2 separate regions of the Oryctolagus cuniculus genome follow, and region 2 is linked to region 1. Evidence: chromatin contacts called from public Hi-C data. All regions are on one chromosome and are shown on one strand. Each heading gives the region's core, a stretch centred on a gene start, on an enhancer-like site or on the middle of the called end of the contact. The rest is flanking DNA. Distances are from core to core; before and after follow the strand shown. Region 1 has its middle 290 kb from the start of THBS1. Region 2 holds the start of THBS1 (thrombospondin 1).

What was found. Hi-C and Micro-C count contacts between places; a contact is called where the count stands out from the background.
Region 2: a contact with region 1 is called in a Hi-C map of skin fibroblasts, with 7 times the contacts expected there. The contact joins the promoter of THBS1 here to the enhancer-like site in region 1. A contact is called at or near these places in 4 of 6 Hi-C or Micro-C datasets (embryonic fibroblasts, liver, skin fibroblasts and 1 more).

What each region holds. Positions count from the first base shown.
Region 1 is chr12:62,354,694-62,357,393 of mOryCun1.1, forward strand. No RefSeq gene overlaps it. Among named protein-coding and RNA genes, the nearest start is that of THBS1, 290 kb to the right of the region's middle. Within about 2 kb of position 1,383, at least 1 of the 8 cell types and tissues checked has an H3K27ac peak or open chromatin away from gene starts, as enhancers often do.
Region 2 is chr12:62,644,737-62,647,436 of mOryCun1.1, forward strand. THBS1 (thrombospondin 1) reads left to right here and starts at 1,402. Exons shown (of 22, transcript XM_002717799.5): 1 at 1,402-1,567; 2 at 2,059-2,154; 3 at 2,440-2,700. The coding sequence starts at 2,088.

The sequences.
Region 1 (2,700 bases), core at 133-2,632:
AGCAGCAGATCTCCCTTATTAGAACTTGGGCCCCTGGCACCCATGTGGGAACCAGGATGGTGTTCCCAGATCCTGGTTTTGGTTTGGCCAGACTTTCTCCCACTCTCTCTCTCTCTCCCCCCCTTTCAAATAAATAAATAAATCTTTTTTTGTTTTACTTTTATTGTTTTTATTTTATTTTTAACTTTTATTTAATAAATAAAATATGGATTACAATGGCTTCCCCCCCATAACTTCCCTCGCACCCACAACCCTTCCCTCTCCCGCTCCCTCTCCCAGTCCATTCGCATCAAGATTCATTTTCAATTCTCTTTATATACAGAAGATCAATTTAGTATATATTCAGTAAAGATTTCAACAGTTTGCACCCACACAGAAACATAAAGTGAAAAATACTGTTTGAGTACTAGTTATAGCCTTAATTCACATTGTACAACACATTAAGGACAGAGATCCCACATGAGGAGTAAGTGCACAGTGACTCCTGTTGTTCACTTAACAAATTGACAGTCCTGTTTATGGCATCAGTAATCTCCCTAAGCTCTTGTCATGAGATGCCAAGGCTATGGAAGCCTTTTGAATTTGCCAACTCCGATCTTAATAAATAAATCTTTGAAAAATATTGTAAAGGTTAGAGCTGAGCCTCCGTATGAATAGGGCAGCACATTTTACCACCTCTGAAAAGCAAAACATGCACTCACTTTTTAGGAGTCTGATATATCAATACCTTAGTTAGTTCTAAAAATTTGTGATTTGCTGGTGTCCTGTTCATGTTGATTCTCTTGGGAATTAGTATTTTTCTTTCATTCATTTTCTTATTAAATTGCTGTCACTTGTTATTAAAAAGTGAGAAAGATAGCCTTCCAAGGCCACCCCCAAACATCACAGGACAAATTAAAAAAAAATACCAATAAGCAGCTCTACATCCATTTGTCAGCTGGAAGAAATCGAGACCTTCATCTGTTATGTTCCCTTAAGATTATGGATTACTTCTCTTGGGGTGCGGTCAGGGGAGGGATATCAGGTAGAAAATTAGAAAGTCGGGTGTGTGATGAGAGGCCTGAGGACAGCAAGCTTCTTTGCCGAGGAGCTTAGCAGTCTGGGAAGCACATCGTGGAAGAAGCCCAGTACTGACCCTAGAAAGTCCCGCCCACACCCCAGTCACTTTTCCGGTGGTCTCAGCCTACCCCTAAGGGGAGTCCCCCAAGAGAATCCTCTCCACTCAGCACCAGAGCGGTCACCAGCCCAACAACATTGGTCAAAAAACCTTCTCAGCCTTCTCCCGGGGAAGACACCCTCCATGGGAAGCTCCTCTGCCCAGCGCGGGTGGATTACCCAGTCTGACAGCACTGAAGAGTGAAAACTTGGAGAATTTCACCTAATTCACATTCAGCAAAGCCTTTGTCCTGGAGAAGGAGGAGGAGAGGCAACAGAAACAATGGGAAGAACTGGACCCCATTCCCTTATAAGCTTCAGTCTGAATACACACCATACACTCAGCCGTCAGCTCTTTCCTGAGCTGATGGATACTCTACCCCCATTAGACCTTGCTACCTTGCTGACCATTAAAAAACAAAAAGAAAAAAGAAAAAAAAAGTCTGTCAAAGGCTGCCCATTATCAGCATGTCAAGATTCATAGGGCAAATCTAAGCACTGTCATCAAAATGAAAAGGAAAGATACACATCTCCTCACTAAATACCTAGACTATGAGTCAATTGAGAATTGAGCGCCTTGAGCTTAAGCAGGCAGGGGTGGAAATGACTAAAATAAAGGACAGCCAGGTTACTGATAGTAAATTACAGCTGGAAATGAAATCAGACTCTTAAATTTAAGGCTTAAAATTTTCATTTTAATGTGTGTGCTGGGGGATGTGCCTGTGAGTGGGCATGATATTATGTAAAGGGCACAAGTTTGGAAGTCAGATTTTCAATGGATAAAGAAACAAACAAGCTGGAAAATTTCGGTGAAATAAATGGAAAGTAGTGAGTGCACTCAGATGGGAAAATAGAAAATTAAATTTAATAACAACATCAAGGATCCAAAGGGCTGCAAAAGGAATATTCTGTGACTGGAGAACATGTCTAAGACACACAAAATTTCATCACTGTACAGATTGTACAATATTTCTTATGCATCTCAACAAATGTGTCCGAAGACAGCATTTTAAGTTGCACAGAAAATACCAAAGCCCAGACATATTTCAGTGCCAGTCCCTGGGCAGGCTGGCCCTAAGGCAAGACATTCTGGAACACCTGGCTGGTTGGCAGACTTTCCTTGATGGCAGCATTCTGGGACCAAACAGGCATTTATTTCAGCCTCTCTAAGGCTTTCATATGGTAAAGAAGCAATCAAAGAATACTGGCTTTATTTTTTGCAGCATTGGTTTTGATCCACCTAAAAGGAAACGGTGGGGGTAGGGGGAATCAGTGGAGGGAAGGAGTAATGCGTTTCACAGCTTCAAATCAAACACTGTTGGAAAAATGTCCAGAAAGCAATTCAGAGTGAAAATATTTGCTTTCTGGCTAAACAGCCAGTAGCTTTTTATTGCAAAATGGAAATAAACAGTGCTGCTCATTTATACCAAAAAAGGGGAATCTACAAATAGCCAAAGTCCCAAAATAAAGGTATTGCCCAATAGCTTAGGACATGAGTCACTGAGGTCTTCAGAGTTTCATCAATGGTCACAACACATAGATTAG
Region 2 (2,700 bases), core at 152-2,651, 290 kb after region 1:
ACACAAGGAAAGTGACGCCGCTGTCAGATGCGCGGAACCCGTGCGTGTTTCCAGCAGTGGGAGTCCTGCCAGGTGTCACTGCTAAGAAAGGAGGTGGGGGGAGGGAAGGTCCCCTCTGCGTGTGGCACGAGACCCTTATTTGGTGAAGCTTCTACCTGTGCCCTGGTCCTTGGGCCAGCCTGATAACGCGGGACCACGGCAGGGGCAGCAGTGGCTGCTGACGTCCCATCCCAGGCAGATGAATGGAATTCCAGGCCGCTGCAGTCATGCTGGCTTGGGACAGTGGCTTGGAGACCAGACGTCAATGACAGAAGCATCAGGCTGCAGGGCCCATGGCAATGTGCGTACCCACAGAAATGTAACCCACGCCTTGGTTTCAGGAGCCGAAAAATGAAAGGAACGCTTAGGGAGGAAAAAGGGAAATAAAATAATAGGCAGCGAGTAATTTATTACTCTCCGGGTCTGTTCTGTAAATAGTTTAAGACCCTGGAGCCAGATGGCTCTGCAAACTCTCCAACCAGGAGTCACGTTAAGAAGCACGAGTGGGCACGAAGACTGTTTTTCAAGACACAAACTTTAGTTTTGGCTTGAGGGAGCCGGACAGGAGTCCATTCGCTTAAAACTCCCCTACTGGCAAGCAGCACTCGGCGTGGGTCCCCTCGATAGCAATACGCATACCGCCCCCAAGCGGCAAGCCGTGGGAGCGCGGCAGCCACCGCCGAAGCGACCGTCGCGGGGACTCGGCAAGTGCGAGCTGCGCACAGCGCCCTGCAGGCCCGGCGCGACTCCGCACGCTCAGCCTGGAGAGGTCAGGCGCGGGGCAGGCGTGCGCGCCAGTCCAGGTGCGTCGGCACGGGGGACGCCTGCCGCCCCACCCCGGCAGGATGATGGGCTGGGGTCGGCCTGCACCCCAGGGGCCACTTCTCCCGGACAGCTGGTTCTCCCGAGGGGTCCCCTGTGTCCCCATCAGGCCCACCATTTTTGCAAAGCCGTCTCAAAGCGTCCACCTCTGAGCCACAGCCCTGGGCGGGGTATTCAAGGGTACGAGCTTGCCCGAGAGCCCTCCCATGGGTCTGCGGTGGTCGCTAAGCCCCATCGCTGCCCGGGACGCTCGCGCCAAACGCCTCGGGCCGCGTGGCCCAGGAGCCCGAGCTCCGAGGCTGCGCGCGCCAAGGCTGCCTGGGCGGGCGCCTGTTATTTCTGAGAAGTTGCGACGCTCCTGCGCCGGCAGCCGCTCCCCCCTCAGCTTCCTAGCTGGAAAGCTGCGCGCCGGGCGGCTGGGGGCGGGGAGCGCGACCCAGACTGGCCCCCCTCCCGCTTCCTGCCCGGTCGCCGCCCATTGGCCAGAGGAATCCCCAGGAATGCGAGCGCCCCCTTTAAAAGCGCGCCGCTTCGCCTCGCCAGCCACTGCACCCGAGCCAGCCGGCCACTTCGGGTTTCCAGCGAGCGAGCGATCCTCCTGCTCAGCCTGCGAGTCCGACCGCGGTCCCCCGGGCTAACCGGTTACCCCGGCGCCTCTCCTGCGTCTTCGCCGCCGCTCCCGGCCGCTGAGCCCACGTCTACACAGGTAAGCGCCCCGGGCGGTCGCCAGGAGCCCGCACCGCCCTGGCCATCCATCTCGAGCTCCCAGGTTCTCCTCTCTTTCGTTGCCCCCATTCTGTCCCTCCCAGCCGCCGGCGGGACTCTTCAGCTAGGAATTCACAAACTAACTCATCAGAGCGCCCCAGGATTCCTCCAAGTCCTACCTAAACCTTGCTAACTGTCCTCTAGGGAGGAGGCTACTTCGTCATGCCCTCCCTCCTCCCCCTAGCTGCATCTCCTGGCCCTGCTGTTCACTCTCAACTTCCCAAGAAACAACCCCCCACCCCCGCTGGTGGTCCGGGTGCCCCTGGCTTCACCTCCCTCCAACTCTCATTTTTTGCATGATGCCCTCTGGAAAACCAGTCCCGCGGTGTCTCCAGCGAATGTGAGGCCCAGGAGGGCTGCGGGGCTCTGGCCCCCTACTAGCCCCCAGTCTTCGCTGTCTCTGACCCTGTGCTCTTGCGCTTCTTGCTGCAGGCTCCCTGCTGGGCACAGACAGCTCCACCATGGGGCTGGCCTGGGGACTCAGTGTCCTGTTCCTGCTGCAGGTGTGTGGCAGCAACCACATTCCAGGTGAGTCTGTGCGACACCTCAGGGCAGGTGGAAGGAGAAGGCACTGGCTCTCCCTCCCAGCCGTCTCTCCCCTGAGCCCCAGCTGAGTATCAAGATGCAGCCTTGCTCTGATCGCGGTGTCCAGTCAGCTCTTTCAGTGGCTGCCCGTGCCTGTGGGCCGGCTGCCAGGGCTCAGCTCCCTCCCCCAGCCCCAGCCCCAGCCCCAGCCCCAGCCCCAGCCCCAGCCCCAGCCCCAGCCCCAGCCCTAGCCTAGAAAACTCACTGTTGTCCTTTCCTGTCCGGCAGAATCTGGGGGAGACAACAGCGTGTTTGACATCTTTGAACTCACCGGGGCTGCCCGCAAGGGCTCTGGGCGCCGGCTCGTGAAGGGTCCTGACCCTTCCAGCCCTGCTTACCGCATCGAAGATGCCAACCTGATCCCCCCGGTGCCTGACGACAAGTTCCAGGACCTAGTGGATGCTGTGCGCGCAGAGAAAGGTTTCCTCTTCCTGGCCTCCCTGAGGCAGATGAAGAAGACCCGGGGCACGCTGCTGGCTTTGGAGCGGA